Linked DNA regions of Sus scrofa: regions 2, 3 and 4 are each linked to region 1. Evidence: chromatin contacts called from public HiChIP or PLAC-seq data. All regions are on one chromosome and are shown on one strand. The core of a region is the stretch at or near the end of the contact, and the rest is flanking DNA. Distances in the headings are between cores, read along the strand shown.

What was found. HiChIP or PLAC-seq counts read pairs in DNA pulled down with a chosen protein or histone mark.
Region 2: a contact with region 1 is called in an H3K27ac HiChIP or PLAC-seq map of alveolar macrophages. The contact joins the promoter of IFI6 here to the promoter of WASF2 in region 1. A contact is called at or near these places in 2 of 47 Hi-C or Micro-C datasets (embryonic fibroblasts and liver) and 2 of 2 datasets of contacts at active chromatin or transcription factors (alveolar macrophages and skeletal muscle).
Region 3: a contact with region 1 is called in an H3K27ac HiChIP or PLAC-seq map of alveolar macrophages. The contact joins the promoter of TMEM222 here to the promoter of WASF2 in region 1. A contact is called at or near these places in 2 of 2 datasets of contacts at active chromatin or transcription factors (alveolar macrophages and skeletal muscle).
Region 4: a contact with region 1 is called in an H3K27ac HiChIP or PLAC-seq map of alveolar macrophages. The contact joins the promoter of FGR here to the promoter of WASF2 in region 1. A contact is called at or near these places in 2 of 47 Hi-C or Micro-C datasets (embryonic fibroblasts and liver) and 1 of 2 datasets of contacts at active chromatin or transcription factors (alveolar macrophages).

What each region holds. Positions count from the first base shown.
Region 1 is chr6:84,695,429-84,699,914 of Sscrofa11.1, forward strand. It overlaps WASF2 (WAS protein family member 2), which reads right to left and starts at 2,000. Exons shown (of 9, transcript NM_001258444.1): 1 at 1,817-2,000. It overlaps LOC102165025 (a long non-coding RNA gene), which reads left to right and starts at 2,382. Exons shown (of 2, transcript XR_298616.3): 1 at 2,382-2,535.
Region 2 is chr6:84,856,007-84,860,492 of Sscrofa11.1, forward strand. It overlaps IFI6 (interferon alpha-inducible protein 6), which reads right to left and starts at 2,066. Exons shown (of 5, transcript XM_021095660.1): 1 at 1,912-2,066.
Region 3 is chr6:84,544,929-84,549,414 of Sscrofa11.1, forward strand. It overlaps TMEM222 (transmembrane protein 222), which reads left to right and starts at 1,966. Exons shown (of 6, transcript XM_003482003.4): 1 at 1,966-2,214. The coding sequence starts at 2,018. It overlaps LOC102165905 (a long non-coding RNA gene), which reads right to left and starts at 1,954. Exons shown (of 2, transcript XR_299851.3): 1 at 1,595-1,954.
Region 4 is chr6:84,828,519-84,833,004 of Sscrofa11.1, forward strand. FGR (tyrosine-protein kinase Fgr) reads right to left here and starts at 1,883. Exons shown (of 13, transcript XM_021095651.1): 1 at 1,689-1,883.

The DNA.
Region 1 (4,486 bases), core at 750-3,249:
CCTCAGACGGGACAGTAACAGGGACAGTCTAAAGGTATTTCAACGGGAAGAGGAGTTTCAGAGTTCTTTCCTTCCTTCCTCCTTCAGTTGCTGCTTTTCTGGTTTTAGAATTTCAAACAAAGAAATACATATTGGCTCCACTGCTAAGAAACGCCCTCTTTCTCAGCAACTTCCTCTTCCAATTTTCTTCCCTACCACTGACATATGAGTACAATACACACTGCCGTCCTACCATTTTGATTAACCAAAAGCTCTGAGGCTTGGAAAAATTTCGGGCTGCAATTTATAGTACCCACTCTAGGTCCACAATTTTCATCATCTAGAAGTCAAATAACAGGAAGCACAAATAAAGGAGCATTTCACTTAATCAAGAGTCCGGCTACTGAAACTTTCACCCTGGCAATCAAAAGAAATTTGCACTAACAAATACGGAATTTCATCCATCCCAGGAAAACGTGGCCTTTTTGGGGAAAAGAAAAAGTTACTAGCCTGGCATCAACTCTGAATTGAGAATCAAGTCTATGCACCAATAGTTGGTGAACTTTCTTGTACAGGCCACACAGCAAGGATTCAAACTGAGTTTGCTGAGGTTCTGACACACTTCAATGTGACTTTTACAATTTAGAAATGGTCCTTTTCAACTCACAGGCTGAACAAAGGGTTACAATTTACTGTCTAGAGATCAAGACCCAGCCTGTCCCCATGCCAGAATTCAAGTAACTCAACTATACTTCAGTAAAATGAATTTTTTTTTCAAAAGTCAGTTCAAGTGTCTAGGACCCGACCTCTCCCCCAATGTGTGACAAAGCAAACTTCCTTTAAGTGGACAGTGAATTCTCCCTGGCTCAATGATTCTCAAAGGAAACACCTTCGTGTTGGTAAGCATTGCACTTTACTGTGTGACCTTGGGCAAGTTACTTAACTCCTCTGAAATTTAAGTTTCCTTATGTGCAAATTCTCAAGGGTAGCTGTAAAAATTAAATAAGAACATATGCCTAAACCAGGTATGACACATAGTAGGAGCACCATAAATGTTCCCCTTCCTCCTCCTAGTCCACCTGAACTCTTTTGGGCCTAAATTTCAATCAAAACCCCAAGAGGCTCCAAGGATTCCTTCCTCTTCTGTCTCTATGGAGACCTATATAAAACTTCCCCATCTCAAAGGCTCTAGGATCCTGGAGGACCAAGACAAGCACACTCCACCCCACTATAATCTGGGTTTACCCAGACCCTTCCTGGATGGGCCCCCGGAGCCAACTCTTCTCCTTACTCTGCAGACCATCCTGTAGACAGACAGACAGACACACACACACACACACACACACCTCCCTGCCACTCTGCAACTTAGGCCTAAAATCTCAAAAAGCACCTCAGTGCCTTCAGGGCCCTGAGATGGAAACTGAGGCTCCACCTGGGGAAGAACTTGCCCAATATCTCGGACAATGTCTGGGATCCAACTCTTGCACATCTGCCTGCAAAGGCTTCGCTTTACAAATGGGGGAAATGAGGCCCAGAGAGGGAAGTGACTTGCCCAAGGTCATACAACGAGTTGGTGGCAGAGCCAAGTCAGCTTGGGGCACTTCTCAGCTTCACAGGCCCCTCCAAGCCCACGAGGGGATCTCCGGGACACCTCCTCCTGGGGGAGGGAGGAGTGTACGGCAAGACACTACCCCGCGTTGCCGCTCCCCCGGCCTCTGCCGGTCCGCGACAGGAGGCGCGGCACCCACTCCCCCGAGACACAGAGCGGCTTGGGAGGGGCGGCCAGGTCGGCCCGGCGCCTCTGGGCCGGGCCCGCCCGCAGGGACTTGTTGCTCACCTTGTATCGTGCGGTCGCCCTCAGAGACGGAGGGGCTGGCCGGCCGCCTTTCTCTGCACGGGGTCTGCTCTCGCAGGCCGCCCCGCCGGCTGCCACACAGCCAGACCCCCCCCCTCAGCGCGCTACGCCCCCAGCCGCGATCACCCGGCACGCGTCCGCCATTACGCGATTCCCCGCCCTGGGATGCGGCCACACCCCGCCAACCGCCCTGATTGGTTCTCTGCCCCACCCGCCGGGGGCTTCCGGGTATTCCATTGGCCCGAGTGGAATGTCAGTTAAATAGCTACGCAAACGACGTACTCAATAGTACAGTCCCGGGAGCTCCACCCGAGCTACTTCCGCAATCGGAGTAAACAGCAAGGGGCAAACCAAATGAAGTGGGGGTGGATTTTAAACTTAAAAAAATTCCTAAATTCGAAGTAGGAGAGTCCCACCTAAGAAAATGTAAAACCTTGTAAAAGTGTATCAAATGGCTAATCCTCTTTGTTAGAGTTCAAAGAGCCAGAATCTCTGGTGGAAGGAAGGGGCCAGGCCCATGAACTTTCTGTAGCCACCCCTCAAGTTGCAGATATTTTTGACACTTTCCTCCGGGTCTCCCGCGGGGCAGAAAAAAGGGTGGGGAGAGTGAGTCATAGACTCCAGCCCGCTGCTAAGGGATTCATCCGGGGCGAGGCCCGGGGTCCTGTGACTGGGAGCTGGTTCTGAAAGGCCAGGGTCAGGTGAGTTGGACCCTGGTTCAGCCGCCACCTCACTCTGTTACCTCAGACAACTCTGAACTTATCTGGGTCTCAGTTTGTCCTTCCGCAAAATAGGAGTAGTCATGTCTGCCTCGTGTTCTAGAGTGCTTGTTAAGGATTCATGCATGAATGGGAATATGTGTGTCTTATCGATTATAAAAGGTTGCTGGCTGGATATCGAGATGACAAATTAACAGGTTAGCAAAGGAACCTCATTTAGGTATTCTGGAGCAACTGTGTAAGGCAGATACTGTCCTCGGTTTGCAGAAGTGAAAACGGAAAACTCCATGACTTACCCTGAGTCACCCAGAGGATATGAAACGACCTTGGGACTCAAACCTGTATCTTTTGGCTTCCATTCATGTATTTCTCCCTTCTGGGACTGGTGTCTCCTGAAAAAGACTTCCCTCCCCAACATCGTAGCATTCCAGGGAGGGTCTTGAAGATGCCTGGCCAGTCTCCCATCTCTCTGGCTACCATAGACTTAGGCACAGTCCACCCCCCAGCTATTGTTAATCACCAAGGTTCCTGGGAAAAGTGATCCTAGGGGTGCACATGAGCTGTTTCTGGGGTCCTCAGAAGCAGGAAGTGAGCCAGGGATGAAAGAGATGACAGATGGGTCAGCTAAGGCAGAATCCCAAACAAAGGGAGTTCCCTTTGTGGCTTAGTGATTAACGAACCTGACTAGGATCCATGAGGATGAAGGTTCAATCCTTAGCTTCACTTAGTGGGTTAAGGATCCGGTGTTGTCATGAGCTGTGGTGTAGGCCGCAGATGCAGCTTGGATCCCGTGTTGCTGTGGCTATGGCTGTGGCAGTGGCTGCAGCTCGGATTTGACCCATAGCCTGGGAACTTCCATATGCCACGGGTGCGGCCCTAAAAAGAAAAAAAAAGAAAAAAAAAAAAAAAAATCCCGAACAAGGACACAGAGCGCCAAGATGGGCATCTCCATGCCAGGACTTAAGTCCAGGTCTCTGCTCTCAGAACAGGGCTCTTTTCACTGTAAGATTGTTTTTCTCAGAAGGGCTGTGCTGCCTTGGCTATAATTCCTAGTCTTTCCCTCTCTAGAAAGGAAGGAAGCCAAAAAAGGAGTGGGAAGGGAAGTAGTCTAAGACTTTAGAAGGGCAAAAACCACCAAGTGGGTGGTGCCGACAAAGCCCCAGTGCCCGCTGAGTCAGTGACCTCCAGGCTCAAATTGGGACATGTGGTCTGACAACCAGTGACTATTTTATTTTGGCCACACCCATGGCATGTAGAAGTTCCTTGGCCAAGGGATTGAACCCACGCCACAGCAGCAACCCAAGCTGCTGCAATGACAATGCTGGGTCCCTAACCCAATGCGCCACAAGAGAACTCCCAACCAATGGCTATTTAAATCCTTACACTGGCCATCGGGTGTAGGAGACAGCAGGTGCTGTGCAGAGGTCAAAATCCGGGCAGACTGACCTAAGATTGAATCCATGCTCCACCACTTTCTCGCTTTAGGCCTCATCCGCCTTTTCTCTAAAGCAGGGATAACAAGAAGTTTGCTTGTGGTGCAGCAGGTTAAGAACCCGGTGTTGTCACTGCAGTGGCTTAGGTTGCTTCTGTGGTGCAGGTTCAGTCCCTGACCCGAGAACTGCCACGTGCCATGGAAGCAGCCAAAAAAAAATTAAAATAAAAAAATAAAATGGGGACAACAGAGCAGTTGTGAGGATTCAGTGAGTTAGTTGTGGAATTAATGAGTCATGTGTGTAAAGTGCTGATAGCTATTTATTCATTCATGGATTTATCCATTCAATAAAAAATTATTACACATCGACCATGGGTAAGGCAACCTGCCAGGGCTGCAGCTACGTTGGTGAGCAAACCAGACTCAGAGACCCTCATGGAGCTTACAGTTTGGTTGAGGAAGCAAGTTGTTAAATGATCAGACAAATGAAAATATAGTTAG
Region 2 (4,486 bases), core at 816-3,315, 160 kb after region 1:
CAGTGAGATGCTCTGGACTGAGCCCAGGACCCCTTTAAGGAGGCGTGGCGGAGTTCCCGTCGTGGCGCAGTGGTTAACGAATCCGACTAGGAACCATGAGGTTGAGAGTTCGGTCCCTGCCCTTGCTCAGTGGGTTAACGATCCGGCGTTGTTGCCGTGAGCTGTGGTGTAGGTTGCAGACGCGGCTTGGATCCCGCGTCGCAGTGGCTCTGGCGTAGTGAGAACCTCCGGATGCCGAGGGAGCGGCCCTAGAAAAGGCAAAAAAAAGACAAAAAAAAAAAAAAAAAAAAAAAAAAGGGAGCAGTTCCTGCCACACCGGAAGGAGCTGAATCCTCTTCTGGCACAGTCCCTGGCACGTTGTGTGCACTCACCAGAGTCAGCTAGTGTTATTAGTGTGGCTTCTGTTATTGGCTTTGTCTGGCCTTGAGCAGGATACCTGGGACTTCCTGGAGCCTCAGTTTCCCTATCCCTAAGGTGGGAGTATTAATAGAACCTATTTCTGGCTGGGTGGCTGTGAGTTTTGAAACTGTTCACCACTGTATCCCTAGCATTTAGAACAGTGCCTGTCACACAGAATTTTCTACACAATGGTTGTTGCTACACTTCTCCCCCCCCCCGCCCCCCGCCCCGCATTCTCGGCCTGTGGAAGTTTGGAAGTTCCTGGGCCAGGGGTCCAACCTGCACCACAGAAGTGACTCAAACCACAGCAGTGGCAATGCCAGATCCTTAACCCACTGAATCACCAGGGAACTCCTGATAGACTTATTCTTACAATGCATTGAATATTTACAGGCACCAAACACTGATCTCATATTCGTTTTTCAGAAAGAAAGGAGGGTAAAGGAGCTAGCCCAAGGTCACAGAGCAAATTGTGCAGCCTAGACACATCTCAGGTCTGTCAGAATCCAAAACCTATGCTATTTCCATGACACTACAAAATAGGAGAACACATATCCCCCCCAACTCTAATGTGATCTTTGTCTGCTTAATGCTTTTTCCTTGAATTAAAAACAAACAACAACAAAACCCCCAACAATTTCCCCTATGTTGAGTACTTACTTAGCACTTTCTGGCACAAAGTTATGTATACCCATAACAACCCCATGAAGTAGGTGCCGTTATTCTTTTTTTTTTTTTTTTTTGTCTTTTGCCATTTTCTTGGGCCGCTCCCACGGTATATGGAGGTTCCAGGCTAGGGGTCGAATCAGAGCTGTAGCCGCCAGCCTACGCCAGAGCCACAGCAACTTGGGATCGGAGCCGCGTCTGCAACCTACACCACAGCTCACGGCAATGCTGGATCCCTAACCCACTGAGCAAGGCCAGGGATCAAACCTGCAACCTCATGGTTCCTAGTAGGATTCGTTAACCATTGTGCCACGGCGGGAACTCGGGTGCCGTTATTCTCAACCACGTATTATACATAAGGAAACTCAAACTCAGAAAAGTAACACTCCCAGGCCTGCCCAGCTGTAGCAGAATCAGGATTTAAAGCCATAATTGACTGATGCCCAGACCCACACTTTGGAGGTTTACTTCAGATCCTGTCATCTATCCTCAAAGATAAACTCACTGTCACAGTAGATCCTAGGATAAAGGGCTTTCAGAGATCATCCAGTCCCTTGGGCAGGTAAAGTAGCTTGATCCTTATTTCACAGATGAGGAGTCAAAGGGACAGGATTAAGGCCATATACTGTTGACATGGCACCTATAAGCGAAGTCTCATAGCTCCTGCAGCTTAGCATCCCAACCCCTAAAAGCCCACCAACCCATGCCCTCAGACCAGTCTTAGTCCAGGACACTAAAGGGGACTCAATGGTGTAGCCTCCCTGAGGAATGGGCATCCTGGCCCTCATGGCCTGAGGCTCACAGGCAGGCAGCCTGACACCCACACCTTATAGCTTCTGGGTTTACCTTGAAGAGAGCAGAAAAGAAATCTTCTTGCCTGGAGCCTGCTGATAGATGGCAGTAGCAGTGAGATAACGGCTCTCAGGCTGGATTTTTATAATCCTTCCCACTGCTGTAACTCTCCTCCCCAAGTGGCCAATTGCTGTCAAGTTTCCAGTTTCAGTTTCCATTTCCAGGGTTCTACAGTGTCTTGTCTCCTCCCTACAGCTCTGCTCAGTGACAATATCTCTGCTGAGCTGCTTAGTGGCCAGACAGTATAATTCAAGCCAGTGACTTTCCAAACAGCTAAGAGTATTCAAAGCAGGTCACATTAGGGTGGGGTCCACAGCCCTGCAGGGCTTAGTGAAGCCAGACCACCAGCACCTCTTGGGGCACAAGGTCTTTCACAATTCGAGTCAATTAATAATAATGCCCACAAGAGTTTCCATTGTGTCTCAGTGGAAACAAATGCGACTAGGAACCATGAGGTTGCAGGTTTGATCCCTGGCCTCGCTAAGTGGGTTAAGTAGCCAGCGTTGCCATGAGCTATGGTGTAGGCCAACAGCTGCAGCTCCAATCCAACTCCTAGCCTGAGAACTTCCATATTCCATGGGTGCGTCCCTGAAAAAACAAAGTAATAATCATGCCTGCATTTATTGAGCACTTGCTGCATACAAGGGCCTGGAAAGAGATCCAATCCCACAAGTCTTGTGACTACCGTCATTTGTGTACAGACCTATTTTGCAGAGGAGATTAAAGCTTGTGGAAATGAAATCACTCCATTCCATTGTTCTCTCAGGCTGGCTGCTTCTGGGTGATGGGTATATGGTAAGACCGGTGACGCCCACGTTCAGAGGCCATTGCCACACATTTAATTTGCCATTAAAATGGGTCTTCTAGCCCTGGGTAATGGATTGCGCTTTCTTTCTTTCTTTCTTCCTTTCTCTCTCTCTTTTTTCTTTTTAGAGCCACACCCAAGGCATATGGAAGTTCCCAGGCTAGGGGTGGAATCAGAGCTGTAGCTGCCAGCCTACACCACAGCCACAGCAACACTGGATCTGAGCAGTATCTGTGACTGTTGCTTGCAGCAATGCCAGATCCTTAACCCGCTGAGCCAGGCCAGGGATCGAACCCGAATCTTCAGGAACACAATGTCAGGTCCTTAACCCGCTGAGCCACAACAGGATCTCCAGATTGAGTATTCTTTAAACTTTCAGATATTATTGCTTGCAGAACTAGAAGTACAATCCATATTTGGAGTACATAACAATTCCAGGAAAATGAATCATTGCTTTCTCCAAAGTGGAAGGGGACTGATGTAACTGACCTGCCACCACAGTGCTGGCTGCTCTCTCTGACCAATGTTGCTATGCTGCTGCCTGCTGCTGGCTGGTGGGCTATTTGTTGGCCATTGTTAGATCAGCCTTGGTGAAAGGGATGCCAAGTTGTTGGGTCCATTCATAGCCTCCATCCTTGCCACCATGGCCACCCTTTTATGAGTCTTTTGCAAAGTAGCAGGGTAACTAAGTTTACAGGCGGGCTGACATCCACAGGATGGGATATCTGACCATCTGGCTGGAGAGCCTCATCTGCAGTAGGAGGTCAATGGTGAGCAAAAATGTGAGACACAAAGATCTGCATACTTTTCACTAACTCCTGTTAATCCATCTATATGCCACTTACACAGATCTGCTTATCTCCAATGTTCCACTTTACTTTTCTTTTCTTTTTTTTTTTTGTCTTTTCAGGGCCAAACCCATAGCATACGGATGTTTCCAGGCTAGGAGTTGAATCAGACCTTTCGCTGCCAGCCTACACCACAGCCACAGCAAAGCCAGATCTAAACCTTATCTGTGACATACACCACAGATGATAGCAATGCTGGATCCTTAACCCGCTGCTCGGAGCCAGGGATCGAACTCTCATCCTCATGGATACCAGTCAGATTCGTTAACCTCTGAGCCACGACGGGAACTCCCCAAGTTCCACTTCTCTGTTCCATGCCTTTGACCAACTAGTCCAGCCATTTGCCATTGATTGGTTGATTGATTGTCTTTTTAGGGCCGCACCCACGGCATATGGAAGTTCGCAGGCTAGGGGTCAAATCAGAGCTGTAGCTTTTGGCCTATGCCACAGCCATAGCAATGCCAGATCAGAGTCATGTATGCGAACTATACCACAGCTCATGGCAACACCAGATCCTTAACCCACTGTATGAGGCCAGGGATTGAACCTTCATCTTCATGGATACTAGTCAGATTCATTTCTGCTGAGCCAAGACGGGAACTCCCCATTTGTCATTTATTAGGAATTAGTATACATCTGTGCTTCAGACTATCTCTTCCTCCACACAAAGGGAATGACAAAGTATATTGCTCAGGGTTTTGCCCCCAAGGAGGATTGACCACTGTCCATCCGGGCTACCCCTGCCAGAGGTTGCAATAGAGTGGTCCACTTCCAGCTGGTGCCTATACATATCTACCTGTAAAATGGGTTCTGCTCCCTTCCTCCTCCATCAGTTGGTTTTAGGGAACCCTCCATGAGGCCATAGGTCTAGGTTAAAGGAGGAGGGTCAGATCAACAGAGTTAGTTGCCATAGGAG
Region 3 (4,486 bases), core at 716-3,215, 150 kb before region 1:
AGATCCTTAACCCACTGAGTGAGGCCAGGTATCGAACCCACAACCTCGTGGATCCTAGTCCTGTTCATTAACCAATGAGCCACAAAGGGAACCCCAGGGCTTTCTAACTTAGATCAGGAGGCCAGGGAAGTGCTTTCTGAGAAAGTGACATTTAATCTGAGACTTGCAGGGTGAATGGAATATAACAGCCAGGGTTTTTTTGGTGGGGGAAGAGGCATTTCAGGCAGAAGAGAACAGTGTATGCCAAGTCATGGGGGTATGAAACAGCATAGTACATGAGAGGAACTGAAAAAAAAGGCCAAAGTGGCAGTAGTACAGTGAACAAGCAAGTAAATCAGGCATGATGTAGGTCCTTGTAAACCGTGGTATATTTGTGTTCTATCCAAAGTGCAATGGGAAGCCACTGTGACTGTCAGATTAAATACGTTATTGTGTTAGTACTATCAAATTTGTGGCAAGCCTGAAGAAAGACTGACTTTGGTTGTTTATTCATCCACCCATACAATAAATGTTTAAAGGGCACCCACCAGCCCTTTGTTAGAATTATGAATTGACAGTGATGGTAGAGGAATGTCTAAGGTATAGACTTCCTTGGAGCCTATGATCCAGAAAAGATGAGACAGCTATAGTGATTGATTCAAGATGAAATTTATTCATTCAACAAACATATACTGCACACCTAATCTATTCCATACCTGGCCAGATGCTGGTTGTTGCCCTTCAAGGATCACTTACTACACATGGGTCACAGGAGAGGCACAAAGATACTCAAAGAATTTTGAGTGGGTTAGAATCATTTTCTGCGGTGATAATCTGCAAGGCCTTTATAAAACACCCATTCAATCATTCAGTAAATCAGTAAATATCTAGTGGGCATCTGTTCTACACTAGGAACAATGCTAGGTACGGAAATTAAGGACCTTAGAGTTCCATAACAGAAAGACATACCCCTCAAAACGCACTGAAACATTAGGTGCTAAAAACAGGACAGCAGGCTTTCTTTAGAACAACTTTAAGAGAGCGTGATTCAGTGGAAGAAAAACCTTCCCGGAAAGGCATAGCTCAAACCTTCCTAAGTGGATTTGTCCAAATCTCCCTCTAGCCTGATTTTTAGCCACTGCCTTCCTCCCCCCCCCCCATTTTCCCCTTCCTACCCCAGCAGATTCCATTTTCTTTGTCTATCTTGACATTTGTAAAAAAGCCCAAAGAATCCAAGGTTTGAGTCTGGCTTCTTTACATGATAGTGCGCGATCTCAGACAACTGTTTAACTTCCCCGAGCCTCGGTTTTCCCATTTGTACAATGAAAGGATTGGATCACATGGAAGGCTTGTAATTTAATCCTGCCAAGGTGATATTCACACTCCTGCACACTGTGTTCTGCAAGGCCTTTTTTTCTCTGCCCGGCTGCACGCATCCCTCCACCCCATCCCTGAGCCACCTGGCAAACAGCTCAAGTATCTTCAGGCAAATCTTCCCTGTTTCTACACACACGCCACACATTATTTCAGTCTATCCTTCCTTTATCACTACCTCGTGAGAGACTACAGAATGACAAAGGGGAGACAGACTTAGGTTTGAGTCGTGGCCACTTACCTCACCTCTTAAGCGTCAATATATCACTTGTAACCTGGGGAAATACCCAAATTCGCATGTCTAACAGACTGTGGGGATTAAAAACAGTGTATATCAAGGCAAGGCTTGGCGCCTAAGAAGCGCTCAGCAGAGACCGTACCACCCTCTTAGGAGCCCTTAGCGTACTGAATGACAGAGTCCTTGGTGGGTCTCCCGCACTAGACTGAGCGCTGCCTGAGGGCATCCCTTCCGCAGCGGTGCTGTGCCAGCGCAAACACTTCTGGCTGGTCCGCGCAGAAGGAACCAGGGCCAGGCAGGCCGGGCCCAGAGGGACGCGGTTCCAATTCCCGGGGGGAGGCCAAGCCGGGCGGACCGCACCTCCGGGAAGTGACGCCACCGAGCGAGCTGCTCCCGGACGGGGGCCGACCGGAACGGGCGCGCAGCATGGCGGAAGCGGAAGGGAGTTCGCCGCTCCTGTTGCCGCCGCCACCGCCGCCCCCGCCCGGGATGGCGGAAGTGGAGGCGCCGACGGCGGCCGACACGGACAAGAAGCAATTTAGCTGCGCGAGCGGCGGCGCCATGGACGTTGAGCGGAGCCGCTTCCCCTACTGTGTGGTGTGGACGCCCATCCCGGTGCTCACGTGAGTTTCCTCCCGCGTCCGCCCTGGGACCGGGAGAACCGGAGCCCGCGCGACGTCCTCCCGCTGCCCCGGCCCCAACGCACAATAAACCCTTCCTTAGGGTCCGGGGTTCGCCAGAACCCTGCCACCCGCGCAGCGCCAGTTTTGCTGACGGTCACAACCAGCTCCCCTCCCTCATTACACCCGGTCTAATCCGGGAGAAAGACAGTTGTTGACCGCGGAAAAGGTTCTGTGGCTGGGAAGCTCAGGACCTGTGGGCGTACTGATCCGGCCCCTAACCGGGTCTGAGAGAGACATCTTCATTCAACTCACTGGCTTATTCATTCATTAAACAAATGATTGCTGATCACTTCCTATACGCAAGACAACTGCTAGGTCTGGAGGCAAGAGTGGGAGTTTGGTTGGGACCACACCGACTTCTGAGATGCTGTCACTGGAAAGGTTCCCAGAGATCTGGGAGTCCAACCCTTTGTCTCACAAATGAGGCTGGAGATCACACACCATCTCAGTTGCAAAGTGGGTTTAAGTTGCAGGGTGTCTTTGTCAGAAGAGAAGGCAGATGCTCTGGTACTGCTGGCGCCTTTTAGCAAGAACTCCTGGTGGGAGTAGAGGGGGAGCTGGTTTGCCCTTGTGCTTCAGCCTTGACAGCTGGTAATAACCACTCTTCACAGTGCTGGACAGTTGGCCAAGCTCTTTCATGCCCATTTTTCTTGTGTGTGAGTTTCACAGCCACTTTCTAAAGTAGGAATTACATTCTCAGATGATGAAGCTGTACCATTAAATACCCTGATCAGGTTCACATGACAGTAAACAAAGGCATCCCAAACTCAGTTTTCTGACTCCATAAGTTGCTCTTCTTTGACTCCATCCTATCCCCTCTCACCTGATGGGATAGATTTGTCCCTTCTATCCAAAACAGCCAACTTCTCGGAGTTCCCGTCGTGGCGCAGTGGTTGACGAATCCGACTGGGAACCATGAGGTTGCGGGTTCGGTCCCTGCCCTTGCTCGGTGGGTTGACGATCCGGCGTTGCCGTGAGCTGTGGTGTAGGTTGCGGACGCGGCTCGGATCCCGAGTTGCTGTGGCTCTGGTGTAGGCCAGTGGCTACAGCTCCGATTCAACCCCTAGCCTGGGAAGCTCCATATGCCGCAGGAGCGGCCCAAGGGATAGCAAACAAACAAACAAACAAAAAAACAAAAAACAAAAAAAACCAGCCAACTTGTGTGGAGAAGAAATCATGTTTGGCCTTTTATGTTGCTGAGCCTAAAATGACCTTAATTCTTGTATTATGTTAAAATACTTCAGTTGTTCTTTCTTCAAATGCTTATGCATTTGTTTAAAAACATCCAAGTCTGAGTCCTTTAAAAATAAAAATGTTAAGAAAGTGCTTTCATTGATTCATTCAGTCTTCTTTTTAACACACCTGCTAGGTGACTCCTGTGTACTTAAAGTAATTCTAGGTGATAAGAATTTACAGTGGTGAATAAAGCAGCTATGATCCTTGTTCTCACAAAGTTTAAATCATGGTGGAAGGAGATAGATAGTAAACAAGTAAACTAATAAAAGAACAGATAGTGATTAGTGCTATGAAGAAAGTAAAATATTAATGTGAGAATAACTGAGAGGGAATGTATTAGTTTTGCTAAGACCTGTCTTTTTATCCCAAGATCTCTGGTTTTTCCCTGTTCCTAAAAACATGTTTGTGGAGTCATTCGCTCTTCAGAGAGCTGGTGGCAGCAGTGAGTGGAGGCACGGTGATCCTTAGTCATCTGGACCAGAGGAAGCACACACCCCATTTCTATTCAGATCTATGTACAAGGGTTCATAAGAGGAATAAGGCATAATATCTCTGTCAGAAGTTCATGTTCCCATCAAAGGACTTGCCTTCCAGCAGGAGTAAGAGAGGGAGAGAGACGGGTGAACCAGCCATTGTAGTGCATTATGATGACTGCTGACCTAGATGTGGCACAAGGAACTGTCCTCTGACTTTGGAGGGGGGAATCAGAGAAGAGGCAGCTGAATCCAGATCCTATCTGGGCCCTCAGAGATGTTGATGATTCTGTGTGAAGAGCCAGATAGCAGCTACTGCTACTAATTGGATACCTACTCTGTTCTGGGTTCTGTTCTAAACACTTTATATTCATTATCTCACTCAGTTCTTATATCAACCTAATGAAAATAGATACTGTCATCCTCATTTTATAGATGAGGAAATAAAGGCTTAGAAGCCAGTATAGGGCTTTTTCCACTGAGATATTCTACCTTACCAGCTA
Region 4 (4,486 bases), core at 633-3,132, 130 kb after region 1:
AGCTCTGGCTACTTCCTTCACCGCATCAGGGACAGGATGCCCTGAACTCTGGGTCCCTCCTGCTGGCCTGTCAGTCACTGACTCCCAGACCTCCATTTTCCCATCTGTGAAGTGGCCCTAGAGCCCTGCTCTCCCCCGGGGCCACACACACACAGACAGAAGGATGTCAAAGGACTCAGGGACCCCTGGATGTGGCACCATGGGGATTGGGGGGGCAGGGAACAGATCTCAAACCTACTGAATTTCCCAGGATGAGGCTTCAATGACCCACAGACATTTATTTCATTAGAATCAGCTGTGTTCTGGTCCCTGGAGGCCTTGTCAGGCTTTCTGGTTCTGCCTCATGCTTTTGAGAAAATGGAGAGGATCCCTGAATCTGTGGTAACTCAACCCCTCTAGGACACTAGGCAAAAACTGCTTTCTGTATTTGATTCTCATGACTGGGATAAGGTGGGGCTGGGGGCTGGGTAGGGGCAGAGATAATTTCCCACATAATTCAGATAAGGAAAATGAGGCCCAGAGAAGCCTCAGAATTGGCCTAAGTCACACACCAACCAAGGTCCCAGTCTGGCTAAGACTCTGAGACTGCAGATCCCCCTCCCCAGGATCCCTGAACACTGAGCATCATGGCCTTACTCCTCTGTCTCAAAGGCTGCCTCCGATTGAGGACCCAAAATGGGGGCCGGGGAGGGAATCAAAGGGGGCAGCGCGGGCGGGCGGGGATCCCTGCTGCAGCCAAGTACCCGCCTCTGACTGTCCGCCCTCTTGTTACCATGGAGACAGCCCCTCCCGGCAGTCGCGGTCAAAGGCAGGATTTCCGTCGGGGAGGCCAGCAATTCCCGGATCCCGAGAGGAACGTGGACCGAGACCGCCACCGCGGGCGGGAAGGGGGCACCCAGAGAGGCCCATCCTTGCCGAGGGCGGAGACTTCCCCAGGAAGCCGGGACCGACGCCTCCAGCGCCTCGAAGGAGTCCCCAGGCCACCCGGGACCCGCCCACCTGTGCGGGGTGGGAGGGTCTGGGGGCTGCCTCGTGGCAGCCTCCCCTCCCCTCTCCGCTACAGACTTCACCCTCGACTTCTGCCGATTCCGGATTGGGGGACTTCCTGGACCCCCGGAATTGTGCCCCACATTCTGCATCTTCCAGAAAGGGTTCTTCTTGACCTCTTCTCGCGAACTCCCTCACCTGATTCTCCCGGTCCCAGCCACTTAGTTCCTCTCTTCCAGACCCCTCGGCTTCTCCCCCAAATCCTCGCTTTCAAGGTCCCTTTAGTTTCTCCCCCAGCCCCTTTTGGGGGTCTCTTCGTTCTCCCCCCCCGACTCCGCCCCCTTCCCAAATTCTATCATTGCCACTCCACAGGTTCCCTCCGTTTTCCCCACCATACCTCTGCGTGTTGGGAGGGGTCCTTTTAGTCTATTGTCCCCATATTCCCTCAGCCCCCTCCCCAAATTGTATCAGTCTCAGTCTCCAGGTCGCCTCAGTTTTCCTCCTCAGGTGCTTTTCAAGGGGAGGGGGTCTCTTTGGCCTTCCACTCCCTCCGCTCTCCTCCCCAAGTTCAGGCTTCCGCTCCCACCCCTCCCCCATCCCACCCCCACCCCCACACCCCACCCCCACCCCCACCTCCCGGGGCCCAGGGCAGGCTGGGGGCGGGGCAGGGCTTGTTGTCCAGCCCCACTGACTGCGCCTACCTGCTCCCAGGGGAGTCCGCTTCCGACCGACCCCAGGGTGAGCTAGCCCGGCTCCCAGCAGCCACGAGTGCCGACGGGGGTGGGGGTGAGGAAACTGGGGTGCTGACCGCCGCCCGCTCTGGGCAGGGAGGAAGAAGCCGCCTCGGACGTCTCTTAGTGCAGCCGCGGTGGCGGTGGCTGTGCCGACGGGGAGAATTTGCAGTCACGCCCCAGCCCCAAGCCAGCTGCCCGCAGCGGGGAGGGGCCCTTAAATCCCAGGCCCTCCCGCCCCCCCCTTCCTACCTCCCCCGCGCGATCGCGTGGGGTCAGCTTTCCCAGGCCTCCCCCTGCACCCTGGCTCCTCTCCCCTGACCTGAACACCCAGCACTGCTTTCCCAAGACCCCTCCAAAAGGGCAGGTTCCTCACCCCCAGAAGCACCCACTCTTTAAAGGTTAAGAGGGGCTTTTCCATATCACTGCCCCACCCCCCTTTTGCAGCTGAGGAAACTGAGGCCCAGATGGGGACAGGCCTGAACCCAAGTTATCATGGCCAGTTGACCTCAGACTGCTGTCACCAGAGCCACTGCAATTCCAGTCACCACACTTTGCCATCTTCAGGGCCTGGGCACTATCTAGGACAGAGGGAAGCAGCAGAAGACCCCCTCTCCTAGGTGGAGTTCCCGTGGTGGCTCAGTGGTTAGCGAATCAAACTAGGAACCATGAGGTTGCCGGTTTGATCCCTGGCCTTGCTCAGTGGGTTAAGGATCCGGTGTTGCCATGAGCTGTGGTGTAGGTTGCAGACGCGGCTCGGATCCTGCGTTGCTGTGGCTCTGGCATAGGCCGGCGTCTACAGTCGATTAGACCCCCTAGCCTGGGAACCTCCATATGCCGTGGGAGCAGCCCTAGAAAAGGCAAAAAGACCAAAAAAAAAAAAAAGAAGAAGAAGACCCCTCTCTTAGGAAACTGCTTTTCAGAGGAATCAGCTGTGGGGCCGCACTGAGGAACTGGCACCATGTCAGCCTCCCACACCCACCCAAGGTTTAGAAAAACTGAGCATCATCCTCAGTGACAGTTCCAGCCTTTCCCACTGGCAGGGATCCCTGACCCTTCCCTCAGCCTGAGCTTCAATCCCCCTCCGACCACTGTTACTTCTTCAGTCTTCAACCAAAGGCCAGGAGAGTCCCTTCTGTCTGGGGAGGAAGGGATGCGTGTTGGAGGGCTGTTTGGTGGAGAAGGATGTGCGTTGGGATACAGTAGGGAGGCAGGGAGGGTATGTGAGCACTGTTTTGTGTGTGTGTGTGTGTGTGTGTGTGATTATAGGCAAGAAACACAATGACTGCCATTTTGGGATCAACAATTGGGGCACATGATGCAGGCATGTGTATTTCTATATATGAGCAGGGATGCATGGAAATATCTGTGTGTGTGTGCACATGTGTGTGCTCAGGTGTGTCTCCGTATGATTTAGGGTGGCAGAGAACAGTTGGGTATCGATAAGAATGCATTTCTCTTAGGGAACTGGGAGGAGGGATGGGGAGGTGCAGGTACAGGACTTGGGCAGAGTGGCTTCACCCTGGCTGGGCACCATCACCTCCACCATCAAGCACTCTCTGACTGGCTGTGGCCCTGTGTATTCAATTAGCAAACAAACATTTATCATTGCCCTTCTGGTGTCAGGCTTATGGAGGACAAAGATGAAAGAGACTGGTCCCCGCCCGTGGGGATCCCCCAATCTGTCACGCTCTGTCATCCTTCAAGGTCTGGCCCCTCATCCTCAGCAGAGCACTCAGCAGTGTGCCTGTTGATCACTTCTTCCTGGGGTGTGGGGTGTGGGATATGTTTTCCTCAAGGGCAAGGACTGGATCTGGCTCTTGGCAATGTCCCCTGAAGCCCAGGCAGAGTCTGGCACAAAGAGGCAGGTTCTCTGGGTACAGGACGCATGACTCCATCAAGGAACAAAGGAATTAACAGATAAACAAATGAAAACCCAATGCAAAAACAAATGATTGGTTCTAAGAATTAAAGAATGAATGAAGAGGAGTTCCCTGGTGGTTCAGCAGGTTAAGGGTCCAGTATTGTCGCTGCCTTGGCTCGGGCTGCTGCTGTGGCACAGGTGTGACCTTACATGTTTCTTGGGAGAAACAATGAGCTGATAGGCTAGTGCTTGGCACATAGTAAGTGCCAGATAAGTGTTTGCTGTCATTCATTCATTCATTCAATCAATTAAACTCAGCCTTCCTGTCACTAGTCTGTGCCAGGCTGGATGGTCGAGGCTCAAATAGGAGTCAGGTCCAGTCCTTGTCCTCCATGTGGCACTTACGCCCCCCATGCAACAGCGGAGATGATGGGCACAGAACAAAGAGGCCTCATAGGGGCCTGCTGCCCTCCTCCACTAACCTTTCAGTTCCTGTGCTCACAGTTTATTTTATTTTTCTTTCTTTATTATTTTAGCACCACACTCATGGCGTATGGGAGTTCCTGGAGCTAGGAGTTCCAGCTTGTGGTAATGTTGGATCCTTAAACCACTGAGTGAGGCCAGGGATCGAACCCTCATCCTCATAGATCCTAGTCGGATTCAATTCTGCTGTGCCACAACAGGAACTCCCCAACATGTTCCTTGAAATCAATTCTGAAAACTGACATCAAGACCAAAAATCAAGGCCCAGCAAGCCCACTGAGACCTCCCGACCATTTCCCATCCAGCTATCATCCTCCTGTCCTCACGGCTGTTTTCAAGCATCTTAGATTCTGTTGTCAGCCATTACAGCCCCCCTTGCCAAGCTCCTGCACTGCCTTACCTTCCTCACCTTCCACTGTGC